2 separate regions of the Mus musculus genome follow, and region 1 is linked to region 2. Evidence: chromatin contacts called from public promoter capture Hi-C data. All regions are on one chromosome and are shown on one strand. The core of a region is the stretch at or near the end of the contact, and the rest is flanking DNA. Distances in the headings are between cores, read along the strand shown. Region 1 holds the start of Zfp62 (zinc finger protein 62). Region 2 holds the start of Gfpt2 (glutamine fructose-6-phosphate transaminase 2).

What was found. Capture Hi-C pulls out chosen DNA fragments and counts their contacts.
Region 1: a contact with region 2 is called in a promoter capture Hi-C map of pancreatic islet. The contact joins the promoter of Zfp62 here to the promoter of Gfpt2 in region 2. A contact is called at or near these places in 1 of 39 promoter capture datasets (cranial neural crest), 1 of 115 datasets of contacts at active chromatin or transcription factors (pancreatic cancer cells) and 1 of 9 other capture datasets (pancreatic islet).

The regions. Positions count from the first base shown.
Region 1 is chr11:49,201,569-49,209,060 of GRCm38.p6, forward strand. It overlaps Zfp62 (zinc finger protein 62), which reads left to right and starts at 1,724. Exons shown (of 4, transcript NM_009562.3): 1 at 1,724-1,970.
Region 2 is chr11:49,788,783-49,796,412 of GRCm38.p6, forward strand. It overlaps Gfpt2 (glutamine fructose-6-phosphate transaminase 2), which reads left to right and starts at 5,373. Exons shown (of 19, transcript NM_013529.3): 1 at 5,373-5,461. The coding sequence starts at 5,455. It overlaps Gm36507 (a long non-coding RNA gene), which reads right to left. Exons shown (of 4, transcript XR_003949545.1): 4 at 5,456-6,600.

The DNA.
Region 1 (7,492 bases), core at 474-2,973, 590 kb before region 2:
ATGTACATAGTAGCTATACAACAGGTAGACAGTCTTGGTAGCTGTTCCAAAGGACAAGTGCTAAAAAAAGGACTCTGTGTGTGTCTCTGTGTGTTTGTGTGTCCACGTGAATGTCTGTGTTTGTGTGTGTGTGTGTCTGTGTCTATGTGTCTGTCTGTGTCTATGTCTCTCTCTCTCTCTCTCTCTCTCTCTCTGTGTGTGTGTGTGTGTGTGTGTGTGTGTGTGTGTGAATACAAGGCCAAAAAAAAAATTGCCTGAATAACAAAAACCATGGTGGAAAATAAAAACATTGTCCACAATAAACGTTACCTAATCAAGATGATTTATTTAGGCTTTATGATCCTTTGCTATCCTTTACTAAATAAAAGTGTCCCAATCCAGATATAATTATTTTTATACTTAATTATCTAAAAGGAAAAACAAACAAACAAAAATCCAAAATCTTGGAATGTGAGCAGGCCAGCCTAATGTGATAGCCTTTAATTTAGACTATGGACTCTTCTAGAGGCCTCAAAGAAGTGCCCAAAGCTCTTCCCAGAGTTGTGCTATCCAGTAAGTGGGATCCTAGCACTCATGTGGCTATTTCAATGAAATGTAATTAGACACTTGGTCTTCAGTGGCACTGGTCACATTTGAAGCACTTGTAGCTGTGTCTCAGCTACTGTTTGGGTTGTAGAAGAATCCCCCAACAACCCCTAACTTGTCCATGTTCTTCTCCATAACTTGCTGCTTGCTGGCCTGACAAGGACCTAGGACCCTGCTCCATCTTGGGCTTCACTGTTTTCCTACTCTGCTGGACATTACCGCAGACTTTCCACTTGCCCTGACCACCTTAGAGATGCATAGACCTTAGTGCCCAAATGCAGTCGAGATACTACTACACTCAAATTGCCATTCCTTCTACATTTCCAAGTCATTAAGGTGAGTTAGGGCTTGCCTACAAAGATATAAAAAACAGGAGTAGACTGGTGCAGATTACAGGCTTTAAACTGGAGTTTTGTAGTTACGGGTGGGGGAGGGTGAGGGGGATTTTGTTAGAGGCAGAACGGGGAAGGTAGCTGTGATAGGTTATTTCTCTGCCACCACGGAAAGGAGCCAATTCAAGTTAGATTAGATTAAAGGCAGGTTTACGGAGAAGCTGCTCTCCTGTGGGCGAGTTCACTAGCTCCGAGGACTGAGGCCAGGAAAGTCCCCATGGGGGGGGGGGGGGTGCACTCAGATAAAGGAAGAGAAAAAGAGCAAGCAAGAGTGACCAAAACTTCTAGATTATATAGGGAGGAACCTCTGGGGGAAAGGGCAGCTCAGCCCCTGGGCTGGGAAGTTGAGATCAGGGTATGCCTGGTTGGGACAGATGCTGTTCCCAACATGGAGCCAGGTCTGCTTTGGTAAGTAAATATTCACCTCTGTCGCTTGTCCTCATTGGAAAACAAACACGAAGCTGCTGGTATCCGGGAGAGAGACAGTTACTTTTCTTCTGCAGTCTCCGAATAGCAGGCTTCCTGGAAATTTGAGCTTTGTTGAGGGTCTTGGCTTTGGGAGAGGAGGGTCTTTTAGAAATAAGGGGTATGGGACCCCCATATTCCGCTTTCTCCCAGGAGCCCAGCCCTCCCTCCTAAGACTCTCCCCAGCCTCGCTTGTTAACTATGAGCTCAGCTTCACAAGCAGGAAGTGAAGTATCTATTTTACCACACCACTTGATTATACCCGCCCCCAATGCACCCCGGAATTGCAATAAAAGTCCAAGACAACTAGAACCCCCTTCCTCTCCGGGCAGACCAGCCGGGATTAGGAGGCCAGCAGAGCACCCACAAACTGCGGGTCACGTGCGCGATCAGAGCCCGACCATCGAGTCAGTCCTCCAGCTTCCCAGAGCGGCCTCGGAAGTGCCCCTGCGGCTCGGGTCTTTCCGGCCAGGCAGTCCGCGCTTTTGTCCCGCCGGCGGCCGGGCTCCCGCGGTGCCGCCACAGCCAGTACGTGAGTCCCGGGCTGCCGACGCTCCCGCCTCTCCCCGGCCCGCCACGCCCTTCCCTTCTCTGCCCTCCGGTCCCGGGCGGGTCCTAGTGGGGGAGGGAGAGCGTGACTTTCCACACGCCCTGGGGAGCGTCCTCTAGGAGTGAAGGGGAAGGAAGAGCCCTGGTTCGGGCCCGGCGCGCGGGCAGGCTGCCATCGGAGCAGGCCCTGGGCCGAGGAAGGGCCAGAGTCCGCCCCGGTGTTCCTTGACTGTCATGGCCGTTTCGGGCTTAGAAAGAGGAGAATCCCGATTATTAGCGCCTAAAAATTTGCCCTGATTGCGGTTAAGTTTGTTTCTGAGACTTGGAGATGACCTGATTCGGTCACCTCTTCCCGTCATTTTGGTGGGGGAGAGGTGTTGAGAGACACTTGCGGCTCTGGAAGCAGACCGTTCTCCACTTCCTGGCCCTCTCCTAGGAGAAACTCATCTGTAGAGCAGTGGGTGCAACCGGAGGCCGCCATCTGCCCTACCCCACCCCCACCCCACCGCAAACTGAGAAAGTGTTGGCCTAGGGAAAAGCCAGCGAAGGCACTTGAACCCAAGTGATCGCTTGGGGAAGTCCTGGGGCAGCGGTGTGAAAGAAAGAAAGGTCAGGTGGAGAGAGCCGCGGCTAGTGTGTTATCTTAAGATGGTTAGTCTAGATGGCCAAGACCGTTTGTGTACGCCTGAAGCTTTTGTCTGTCTGGGGTGTGTGTGTGTGTGTGTGTGTGTGTGTGCGCTTTTGTCTGGGGTGTGTGTGTGTGTGTGTGTGTGTGTGTGTGTTTGAATACGTAATGCTCACGTGTCCAAGGCATTAAAATACAAAGATTTTTAAAAAACAAAAATTTAATGCAAAATATGAAAACAAGATTTTCTTTTACTGTTCTCAAAGGTTGTTCTGGGCCCTACCTTAAAAGGTAAACACTTTTGTTAAGATGTTGAGTAGACTTTAAGGACTTCTTCATTTAAATACTAGCAAATATATAAGTCGTTCCTCTTTTATTCAGACAGGTGGTAGCATAATAAGTCCTGCTTCTCTGTTTCTTTTACTGAATCTGTTTTACAGAACTCATACGGAAACGGGTGGGTTGTTTGTTTTACAAACATGTAGCAGATTGGCCATTTTAAAGGATGCTTTAGATAAATCTCTAGACTGCAGTTGATAATCTTTGAGTTGTTTCTAGTGTTTTTTGCCAAATGGTATTATGTGGAATGATTCTGTATTAGGATAAGGATTTTGAAATTAAGAGGGACTGAGGTTAATAAGGTATTTTTTGTTGTTTTGCATTCAGTTAAATGGGCTACACTAATTGCTTCAAGCTAATCTCTGAGTGGGCCCTTAGCTTCAGAAAAATCTCTCCACTGCCCTTCATGCTCTCTTGCTTCCCTTATTGCTGGAGTATCTAAAAGTATCTCTTTCACTACTATGAGAATATTTCATTATAAAAATCCCTCCTGTCCTTATTCCTAATTTTTAAATAATAGAAACAAATCTTGTTAACCATTTGCATATGCTTCTCATAAATTAAATGCAAAAAATGACCAAAGCACATATCGTCCTCTTTTCAGCATATCACTTAGACTCCATCCTCCATCCGCACGTTCTTCCACTGAGTGCTCTTGAGTTGCCTCTTTCATCCTCTCGTCACCAAATATGGCACCTAAGAGCTTAAGTTACAGAAGCCCTGTACCACACTTGACATATAGGATACTCCCTTATGGGAAACAGTTGAAATCTGGAAATTCAAAGTAGCTGCAGGTATATCACACCTGTTTCTTCTTGCAGCCCCACTGTAGGCGTCACTTCCCACTAAACCAAGAGTGCTCTCTTGTGAGTTGACTCAGCTTTTGAGAACTAACTCCTCGCTGTCCAGAACAGGTAGTAAAGTGAAGGTTCTTGATATCTGCTTGCACTTTTGTAGAACCTAGCAGTAGAATGTGAAAAAGTACAGAAATTGCCAGAAATGTGAGTCTTAAGTAATTTATGAGGGATAGAGACTTTCTCATGGTTGGCTTTTTCACTGATGTTACCACAGATGTTTTCACAGATGGTTAAGGTCATTCTGTCTATCAGAAACTGGCTCAAGAGATTTCCCATCTAGTTTTGAGAAATTAAAACCTTTTTGTTCTGTGTTATGGGGGACAACACATGATGGCCACCACATCCATTTTATTGATTGTACTATAACTTCATCTTGCAACTCTAGTTCTTGGTTCTCTTATCCCTTCTTAGTCTGTTCTCCAACTGATTAGTAGTGGTGGTGGCAGCAGTGCTGTCTTTAGTCCCAGGAGGTAGAGGCAGGTGGAGCTCTGTGAGTCAAGGCCAGCCAGTGCTATATAGTGACGTTTCATTCATATATATATATATATATATGAATAATATATATATATATTAAGCAAAGTAGAGGTAGTACAGTGAATTGTATGCCCAGAGTTTCAGGATTCTGATATATTTATTTATTCTTGGTTGAAGCATTTTAAAGCAAATTTCTGACACCGTTTGTTTTACTCTATTTTAGTTGTCATTAAAAGTATATATACTCCTAACATCTATAGTACCATTACATAACAGCCTATTTTAGCTTTGATTTTTTTTTTTTTTTTTTGATATTATCTAGCAGCAAGTAGGCAGACTACTGGGTCATTTGTCTACAATAAGCTAAGAAGGACTTATAGCTTATACCCTTTGTTTTATTTTGTTTTTTGTTTTTCGAGACAGGGTTTCTCTGTGTAGCCCTGGCTGTCCTGGAACTCACTTTGTAGACCAAGCTGGCCTGGAACTCAGAAATCCGCCTGCCTCTGCCTCCCACGTGTTGGGATTAAAGATGTGTGCCACCACTGCCCATCAGCTTATACCCTTTTAATGGTATGTTCATGAGAATGGCAGTATATCTTATTACACATTCTCAGTTGCCTTATATGCTAAGCTAACAGCATTTATGCTACTGATGCCCGTGTTTTTGATTGAGTGAACTATTGGAAGAGCCAAATAGCCTGTACTTAAACAAGGAGTTAAGGAAACTTTGGCTTCTGACTAGATTGTGAAGGCAAATAAAGTGTTTGTGGTTCATGCAGTTGAGGCCAGTTACTAGCCAATCATACATTCCCCAAGGAAATGAAGTGACTAAGGATAATGAAAATAATTCAGTCTGTCAAGTAATTGATGGTGAGTTTGAATACATGGCTTTTTGTCAAAAGGATCAGAGTTCAGATTCCCATGTGAAAAGTTTAGAGTTGTAACACCATATACCTGAAATCCTAGCAGTCGGGAGGAGAGAAATCCTGCAAACTGGGTAATTTACAACAAACAAAAACCGTACTGCTCATAGTTCTGGAGCCTGAGATGTCCCAGGTTAAAGTGCTGGCATGTCCTCAGACCTTCTTGCTTTGTTTTTGTTTTCACGTGGTAGAAGGCAGCATACAACAGAAAAGCAGAGAGAACCTTAGTAAGACTTCTTTATGAGGAGCCCAGGCCCACAATAATGGCATCAATACACTGTAACATAAAGACAGTGCCTCCATGGCCTTGTTATCTCCTGCCAGGAACAGTATCACACTTTTGTAATCCCAGATAATTGACAGGCTAAACCTGGTATCTCTGAGTCTGGGACTTCAAGTTCAAGGCCAACCCCAGTAACATTGTGAGACTTGTCTCAAAGACAAAACAAAAATATTTTAAGAAAACACCTGCTTTATATTATATTGGCAATTAATTAAGCATGAATTTTGTTTTAATAAGGTGTTAAACTATATGAGAAAATGATCAAGTATGCATTTTATTCTTAACAGCTCTTAGAGGAAGAATTGGATGGGGATAAGAATGAAGGCAGAAAGATTCTAGAGGGCAGGAGTCAAGGCCTAGAAGTTGATGTTTATACTATAAAATCAGCCTTAAAGGATGCTTTGCATGCAAATGAGAGAAGAAGACAGAACAATGGGGTGGATAATAGGATCTATCTGTATTTGGATAAAAGGTTTTGAACCAAAGATACATTTCTAACAGACAGCTTCTAGGAGTGATAGAGGTCATATATAGACAGAGCTGTCTGTCCAGAGGGGAGTAGTTCTGCAGAGTCAAGAGGAAAGATTAAATGAGGGGAGCAGGCACATCTGAACACCAGCAGCTCTGGGAAGGAAGCACCTTATCTAGAAAAAGTGAGTACAGTGTGCTCTGAGGTAAAGAAATCCACTTGAGTAGATGAGGCTTAAAGGGAGATGAGCCACTAAACAAACAGGATGGTGAAGGTAATACACAAGGGAAGCGGAGTGGATGGAGTTCTAAATGGTTTTTCTTTCTTTTTTTTTTGATATTTTAAAAGCTTTATATTTGAAAATAATAAATGTACAGAAAAATTCTAAGAATAACAACAGCAAAAGAAGGGGGATAGAGAGATGGCTCACCTGTTAAGAGCACTGGTTCTTCAGAGGACCAGGATTCAGTTCCCAGCACCTGAAAGGTGGCTCACAGTAGTCTTTATCTTCCTTTCTAAGGTATCCAACTCCTGGCTTCTTCAGTCACCAGCCACACATACATATAAGCAAACATTCATATACATTAAAATAAATTTTAAAAATAGTGAAAGAAACTTTTATTCATATTCACCCGTTCTTAATATTTTATTTAATTTTGTCCTCTTGCGTTCATAAGCATTTCCCCCCAAGTTGAGGATAACTTAATACATCATAGTCCATCAACCATAGATATATTGTTGTATGTTTTTAAATTTAAAAATTAAATTTCAATTATTTATTTGTATGTATGTACACATTTGTGCACAGCACACCTGTGGGAGTCAGTAGACAAATTGTGGGAATTTGTTTCTTCCACCAGGTTGGTCCTGACAGACCCAAAGGCCTGCTGAGCCATCTCAGGATATTTTTTGAAGGATAGGTATTTTTTTTACCTAACTACAGTACAGTTGTCAATTTCAGTAAACTTAAAGTTAATATTTCTTTTATTTTCCAACTTTGTCAGCTGGCACTTTTTGGTTGTTGTTGTTTGGGTTTGTTTGTTTGTTTGTTGAGACAGGTTCTTACTGTGTAGCTGTGGCTATCCTAGATCCCACTATGTAGAGCTGGCTTTGCCCTCACAGAGATCTGCCTGCCTCTGACTCCCAAGTGTTGGGATTAAAGGTTTGCTACCACACCCAGCTCTGGCATTGAAAAAAAAAAAAGAAAGAAAAAATGTTTGGCTTCTTTAGCCTGTAACATTTCTAGAACTTTTCTTTGTCTTTTGAAGGTTTGAAAAATAGAACTCCTCCTCCCCCCACAGCCCTTTTAATAGAATAGTCTTCATTTTGAATTAATCTGTTTTCTTATGGTTCAGTTCATGTAATAAATTCTTCTAGGTTCTGTCCCTCTCAGGATGTCATTACAGGAAGCATATGATGTAACTCTGTTCTCACTAGAAATATTATTGTAGAACATCTGTCAAAGCTTGCCTAATTTCATGCATAATTACTGTTTTCTCTCTAATGAACATTCTGAGAAGGAATATTTAAA
Region 2 (7,630 bases), core at 4,123-6,622:
AGCAGGCACACTGAGGGTGGAGGGAGGCTTCTGAAACCTCAAAACTGGCCCCAGTGACACACTTCCTCCAACAAGACTCTACCTCCTAATCTTTCCCAAACAATTCTGCCACCTGGGGACTCAGTGTTCAGTCAATAAGGGCCATTCTCATTCAAACCACCATAACAGAGTTCTAATATTTTCCTAGTGTTAGGGACTAAAGTCTTTTCTGAGACATAAGGAAAACTCTTAGTTGTGAGTCCCTACAAAATAAGAAAAGTTATGTTTATTCTGTGCCCTTATATCTTGGGTAGGTATTTCCACTACTGGAGAAGAAATAGGAAAACAACAAGAATATCAGACTAGCCTAGCAGGGTGAATATTGAATTCTATAGACCATGTAGAGTACATGCTAGTATGATATGGGCGCCAATGGACTCTGGGCGCATAATCATTTTTAATCTGGATGGTCTCTCTCTTGGGCTGGCCCCACTAGTTTCCACAGCTTACCTCTGCAGATAGATATTCTATACTTCTGGAGTCTTTCCCTTCCTGGAGTCTCTGTGGATGCTTAGGTTTCACCTTCACAGCTTTATGCACTATCTTCTCAGGGAGACCTGCAGGCATCTTGACCCTGCCACACAAATCCTGTCCTCTTGGGCTTTCTTTGAAATTGGTGTGGAAGCCTCTGTGATCTGATAACTCTGGGATTCTAAACACCTACAAAAAGAAGGCCAGCCATTAGCTTGAGTAGAGAGTTTTGGACCATGACTACCACAGCCTTTGAATGCCCAGGCAGATGTACCCAGTGAAATGAAGCCCAGGGAAACAACTTTGTGGACATCCCCGTGTGAGCTGAGTATCCCAAGGCCCATCCTGCTCAAGTGAAAGTCTTCAAATGAGCCTGCACTAAACGAGGTCTGGCCGATTCCTGAGACACTCTGTTGGCCTTCTTCTGTTGTCCCAAAGCAAAGCAATCAGCTTTTATTGATGTTAATCTTTTCAGAAATGATGTCTTGCATAGTCCCAACTTTATGCTGCTGTTCTGACTAAGCTGCAGGTTTTCTTGGTTTGTTGGTTTGCTTGCTTTCAACTTTCTGCTCTGCACTTTGCTCCTAATGTGCACTGTAAACCTGTCTGAAAGCAGCCAGCGGTAGTCGTGCCACAGCTTGAGTGGTCAAGAAATTTTACAACCGATTAGCCTTTAAACTCTACTTCCCACAAAGTCTCAGGACATGGGTGAGGGGCCTCTTATCCAGTTTCCAGTAGAATCCTCACTTCCACCTGAAGCCTCATGAGTACTGTCTTCTCTGTCCCTATTACTCTCACCACTCTGGTATTCTGAGCACCCATCAGAATATCCCATCAAGCTCTGCTTTTGGCATCCTAGGGTTTCACTGAACTTTTTTTTTTTTTTTTGACTCTTCCTGAAAACCAGTTCTAAAAGCTTCCAAACCATGTGGTAATGCCACAGGAACAGCTCCACCTCCCAGATACCAGTTTTCTATATTGATGAGACTGCCTATTGCTGTAACATATTGACTGAGTGAAGCAGCATAAGAGAAGACATTTTAATTTCAATCCACAGTGGAAAAGATGTTGTGGAGCAAAGCAGCTTACATTTTAGAAGCCAAGAAGCAGAATAGAAAAAAGACAAGGTCCCACTTCTAAAGTTTCCAGAACCCCCCCCCCCCAAACAGTATTGATAGCCAGAGACCAAGCATTAAACACATAGGTCTGTAGGGAAATCTCCTATTTAAGCCATTATACAGCCCTGCAGAAGGAGAGGTTATATGACAGGCCTCCTGTGCTATACCCAAGTTTCTATTCCTTGATGCTTCCCCCTCATATCTAGCTGAGGGCTAGGGAGATAGCCTGAGGTAGAGAACTCCATCCAAGTCTCCACACATGGGACTTGGCCTATACACCTAGGATCCTACCTGTTACCTGCCTTGAACCTTACTCACAGGTCTCCCTTGGATCTCCCTTCATACACACCCCATACCTCTTTATCTAACAAGAGGTTTTCAGCTGCAAATCTCAGTATCCCTCACCCTGAACTCCTGAGGAGTTCTGCTTAAATCCAGGAAGCCCTATGCTGGGTTGGGCTAGGTGTCTAGACAACTGGATTCAAGTGGTGTTTCTGTATTGGGAGGATTAAAAGGATATTAAGGAGAAGACATATCTCAGATTGCCCTGTTGATAGCCCAACTCACAGAGCTGAGGCTGAGAGAAACTTGGCAGTGAAGTCCCTTATGATAACATGCTAAATGGTGAAAATCCAGGGCCCCAAAAGAGTTGCTATGTCATGGACAAATTGGGCACCATGGTCAGACTCCAGCAATAGCATCCCAGGGAAGGCAGATGAGCAGAGCCTGTGCCTGGGAGATGGCAGATTCACATACCATGTCAGGAGGATAGCTGTGGAGCTTCACTGGGCTATTCAGGTAGAATGGCCATGGGCCAGAGAGGAGCAGAGAGTAAATCTCCCAACTACAGAGAGGGTTGAGACACGTGTATAGGTGAAGAAGCCAATACATGCCTCACCTTCTTGGCCAGTGGGGTCAAAGTGTCCCTGAAAAGTGGTGCTAGAATCACCCATAGACAGCATGTTAGTACTGGACATCCAGGGCCCCCAGGCCAGGTACAGCAGCCTGCTCTGAATGGGTAGACAGGGTTCTGCCTATGGGTATACAGGCTCACCCTCCTCTAAAGAGAGGTACAAGCCATGCTGAGAGAGGTTCTGATGCTCCTTTCCACTGCTTCTGTCCTCCAAAAGGGTCCATACCTGAACTCCCACAGCTAAATCCTCATCGATGGTTTGACTCTTTGGGGATTTCTTGCATACATTGGAGCAGGTCCCTGACTAGGATGAGGACATGAAAGTTACCTCCAACAAGGACCTAATGGACTAGGGCTGTCGCTCCCTACCTGAGCATTCCACCGAACCTCTCTCTGGTCAGAGTACTTGTAGGGTGAAGGTGTCAGGGCTGCACTTAGTCTCACATGACAGAAGCGACTGCAGTGGGTAGTCAAGTAAAGATAGGAATTTATTAAGTTTTCTCTCACAGAACGCCATAGGCTAGGTGATTCCTAAGTAATAAATCCTTATAGCCTTGTGGTTTTTAGAGGCTAGGAGGTCGGTAAGTGAGGGGTGGTGTCTGGCATGGATCTTCCTGTCATATTATCCTACAGGAAGATAACCTCGATCTAGAGGATGTGAGAGGCTATACTCAAAGGTCCGTGCACTCTTTTAATTAGCATTAATTTGTTGGTGGAGGTGCAGCCTTCGTAGCCCAATCGATTTTCAGAGGTCCTGCCTGGTAATAGTAGATCATTGAAAATTGTATCACACAGCACTTGCTTTGGGGACATGTTTAAACCACAGAGCTGTGATTATGAAAAAAATCCATGAACAGTCAGGGCTCTGGAAATGTGTAACTTTGTCCATCTAAGGATCCAATTTACTCTGGCTCGTTCCACTCTTAGACACCCTCTATCTCATCCCAAATGTGATCACTAACTCCCCAAACTATCCCCCATACAGCTGTACCAAGAGAATCTGTTCTTTTCTGTTTCCTCTATGTCTCCAAATGCAGGAGGTTGTTGAGCATGGTCACATAAAATCCCTGACCAATCCTAGAGCCAGGTGAGTCCAGTGGCTATGACTCTTCCAAAGGCTCCCAGGCCTACTGGTCCCAAAAGCAAAGGATGCCTCCAGGGGTCATAGCAGTCACCCCTGCCACTTTTCATATGGAGACACAAAATTACAATAAAAGTGGAGGACAGATATGCACTATGCAAGGACACGGGGATCCTGGTATTTTGGTGCCAGTAGAAGGCCTGTTTCTTGTCCCCTTCTGTGGAGTTCTGCCCAGCCCAGGGCCTTCTCTACAGAGATGTCAGATGTCCAATTTCCTATGTGACCACCAGCTTAGTGTCTGCCCCACCCATTGTTTTGTAAGAGCCAGGAGGCTGGATCTGTCTTCATTCATTAAGTTCCTATCACCAGGAGAGATGTGAAGTGCAGATTTGGGAATGAATGATGAATGGGTAAATGAATGAATGAGTGTCACCTTGCGTCGCTGAGGTGAAGGAGCAGTGCTGCTCCTGAGTCAGCTTTAGGCATCAGATGATTCAGCCCAACCTTCTCAGTCAGTACCATCGAATTTCAAACTCCTCAGTGGGCACAACACCTCCATTCCCAGGGAGCTGCAAAGCTACGGAAAAAAAAAAAAACAAAACAAAAAAAAAACGCCAAACACAAGACTTACGCTAGTTTTTCTCTTTAAAAACTATAATTGGGGAATACCATTGATTTAGATTTCAACAATTTATTTATTTATTTAAGTTAAACCATGCACACACAGATGGCTTCAAAGTGAGCAAATATTGGGCCAGGTCTTTTCTCAGGAGATGAGGGGGCTGGAGAACAGAGAGGAGAGGAGGAGACAGCCGGGAACTAGGGCGGGGGAAAGCCAGCCTCGTGACTCATCCGTCGCAGGGTCGAACCAAGGCTCCAGGTCACTGTGGGGCGGTGGAGCCCCTGGCTTGGATGCAGGCTCACGGCTTGCCAGACGGGTCTGCCAGCGCATCTCCATTATGGGGCGGTTTCCGGGGCGGCCCAGCTTTCCTTTAGACCTGGGGGATGCCTACCCCCTGCACCTCTCAGGTCCGGGCTCTGGCACATCTTGGTCAATATCTTATATCTTAATAAGGAGCTTCAATTTTCTCCCTTTTTCAGCCAAGCCCAGTTTGCTCCTGGCAGGCTTGGAAGAAGTTCACAAGCCTAGTGTGTGCTACTTTTTCTTGCTCTGAAAGAAGTTTGGAATAGTGAGTGGGGCATGTTGCAAGAATAGGAGTCCACTCTGTGTGTGTGTGTGTGTGTGTGTGTGTGTGTGTGTGTGTGTGTGAGAGAGAGAGAGAGAGAGAGACAGAGAGAGAGACAGAGAGACAGAGAGAGAGACAGAGAGACAGAGAGAGAAAGGCAGAGAGGGAGACAGAGACAGAGAGAGACAGATTGGTTGTACTCTGTGTCTACACAGTCTGTCTGGCCTTAACCTCAGGAGGATCTGAGAGGTACATTTTATTATTATCACATTTTACAAATGAAGAAACTGAGGCACGGAGCGATCTGTCCCCCTTGCTAAAGTTTCACGTCTAATATGACTGACTCAAAATTCCAACTCAAGGTGTTTACCACCGATTGGGCTTCCTCCCTCCCCTTACAGTAGAGACTGGAGCTTGGGAGCCGCCCCTCACCCCTTACCCTGAGTCTTGGGGGCCCCCCGCTGTTGTCACGACAACCAGAAACCAATAAGGAGCAAGCAGGCGGCAGGAGGCTCCGCCCCAGCCCCACCCCTCTCGGAGGGCTACTGGCTGGCTATAAGGGCAGGAGACCGAGCGGCGGGAGCCTGAGCCAGGGAGCGCGAGGCGCAGCGAGTCGTCTGAGCGTCTGGAGCGATCGGAGCCACCATGTGCGGTGAGTGCACAGCGGCCTTCTCCCTCAGAGCCTAGGCCAGAGAGCCAGGCACAGGGGACCTGCTAGGGGCGGCGATTGTGGGGCTTTCATTAGCCAGGCCTTCCTTCCCCGCGCGCGGACCCAGAGTGACGTCTCGGGGACATGGGGGCGTGGGGAGGAGGACGACTAAACTCCGTGTAAGAGGAACCAAGCCAGGACCTCACAGAGCAGGGGCAACGAGGCAGGTCCCAGAAAAGGAGCCCCGCAACACAGAGGTGTCTCCACCAGGAGGGTGCTTCCTTCACTTGGCCCACAAAGGCCGCCACGAGCAACCTCATCATTCCGGGCTCGGAGTGGTGGTCCAGAGTCCCAGTTTGCCGCGCCCACCGAGGACAGGAGACCTCACCTGTGCGGTGTCAGCAGCCCGCCCCGGGGCGTCCCAAACAGCTCCTGGTGCGCTCAGAAAGGTTTGCCCATCTTGCTTGCGACTCAAAAAGAATCTCCTGTCCCTAGAAGGGTGGGAACTGTGGAAAAGCTTTGCTGGAACGAGCTCTTGGCGACAGGATAGATAGTGACTTCCCCGGAGCCTTGGCCCAAAGCTAGGAGCGGGAGCCCTGGACCGGATAGCTGCGCAGCCCGGAGCGACGCCGAGGTGTCCAGCCGGGTTTTGAGAGCAGAAGGGAGGCGGCCGCCCTGGGCGCACATCTGCAATTCCTTACCCTCCTGGCTGGCTGGGCCGCCTCCGCTGGCTGGCTGGCCGGGGAAAGCCGGGAACTTCTGGGACAAAAGGTCACTGTGCGCTTTTTTTTTTCCTGCCTTGAGTAGGATTCAGTTACCCACTCCAGCCCCCTGCGGCTGGAGAACCTGGTGGAACTTTTGAAGCCATGAAAGGCGCCTCTCTGACTTTGCTGAAGGCTTGTGGGGTGGGGTGTGCCAGTGGGTGAGTCCAAAGCCAAGGTCTGTACAGGCCTTGTTTCATGAGCCAGGAGACCAGGAGAAAGGAACCACAGAGCAAGGATTAGGCAGGAACCATGGGGACGCAGCCTCATCCAGAGAGAGCCGGGGTCAGTTTAAAATCCTGGATCCTCAGACAGAATCTTAGGACTCCTGGGCATCCTTTGGCAACGTGTGTGAAAGGTTGCTTCAGGCGTTTCTGGACACTGAAATGAAACAAATGTATAAGTTTTGTCAGATTCAACCCGCCCCCCGCCCGCCCCCCCCCCCCGTTTGAGTTCTTGTAGATCTTTAGCCACCGGTGGCTTTAGAACCAGACTTTAGCAAGAGACCTGAAACTACTTGAGCTCCAGGGCTTTCCTTGCTGAGCCTCTCAGATGGCCCTGCATCTCCACCATCAACCACCTCAGCTTCCCACCCTGTTTCCTCCTGGCGTCTGCCTTTCTTCTGTGTCTTTCCAAGCTCTGGAGAACTGTCTCCTCCAACCCTTTGGAAGAGATGGGGTTTGGGTTATAACCAACCCGTCTCCTTTCTAGACTTTGGTATTGATTTGTGACTGAGTATGAGAAGTGCTTTGAGGTCACCAAAGAATGTCTAGGATGCAGTAGAAGTCTTGGCCCAGCTGTGCGCCTATTCAGAACCAGAATCAAAGGAGCCAGATGAGCTAGGCGAGGTTAACTCCTCAAACTTCAGGGTTTTTTTTTTTTTTGAAGCCGTCCTTGCTGATGTCTGACCCAGCCAGCTGCCTGGAATTGAGCATACTGGTCTGGGTGCTCTTGGACTTCGTGTTCTGCACTGGATACTGGCTTTCCTTTTATGGTCGTTTTCACTTGCAATTTAGTGACTTTTACAGAAAAAAAAATGATAATGATCGTGTTTTTGGCACAAGGGTACAACAAATATTGAATCAGTTTCACTCTACATTTGGGGGAAACTGAGCCCCAGGGAGGCCTGTCTGAATAGGAACCTTAAGGTCATTTCAATGTCCTGGGCCATGTCTGCTGCTTTCATTCAAAGCAGCCTCAGGTTTCAGGGATCAAGACCAAAGGCCTTATGGGATGGTAAGCTGATGAGATATGACATCCAATGATGTCTCCATCCACAGAAAGCTGGGGCCCAACAGGAACCAACCCTCAAAGAGAACAGATGTGCTTTAGTGTACCAAGAGTTAAGCTGACCCTTAAATGTTGTCTTAGCTTCCTTTCCTGTTGCTGAGAGAAAACATCCTGGCAGAAG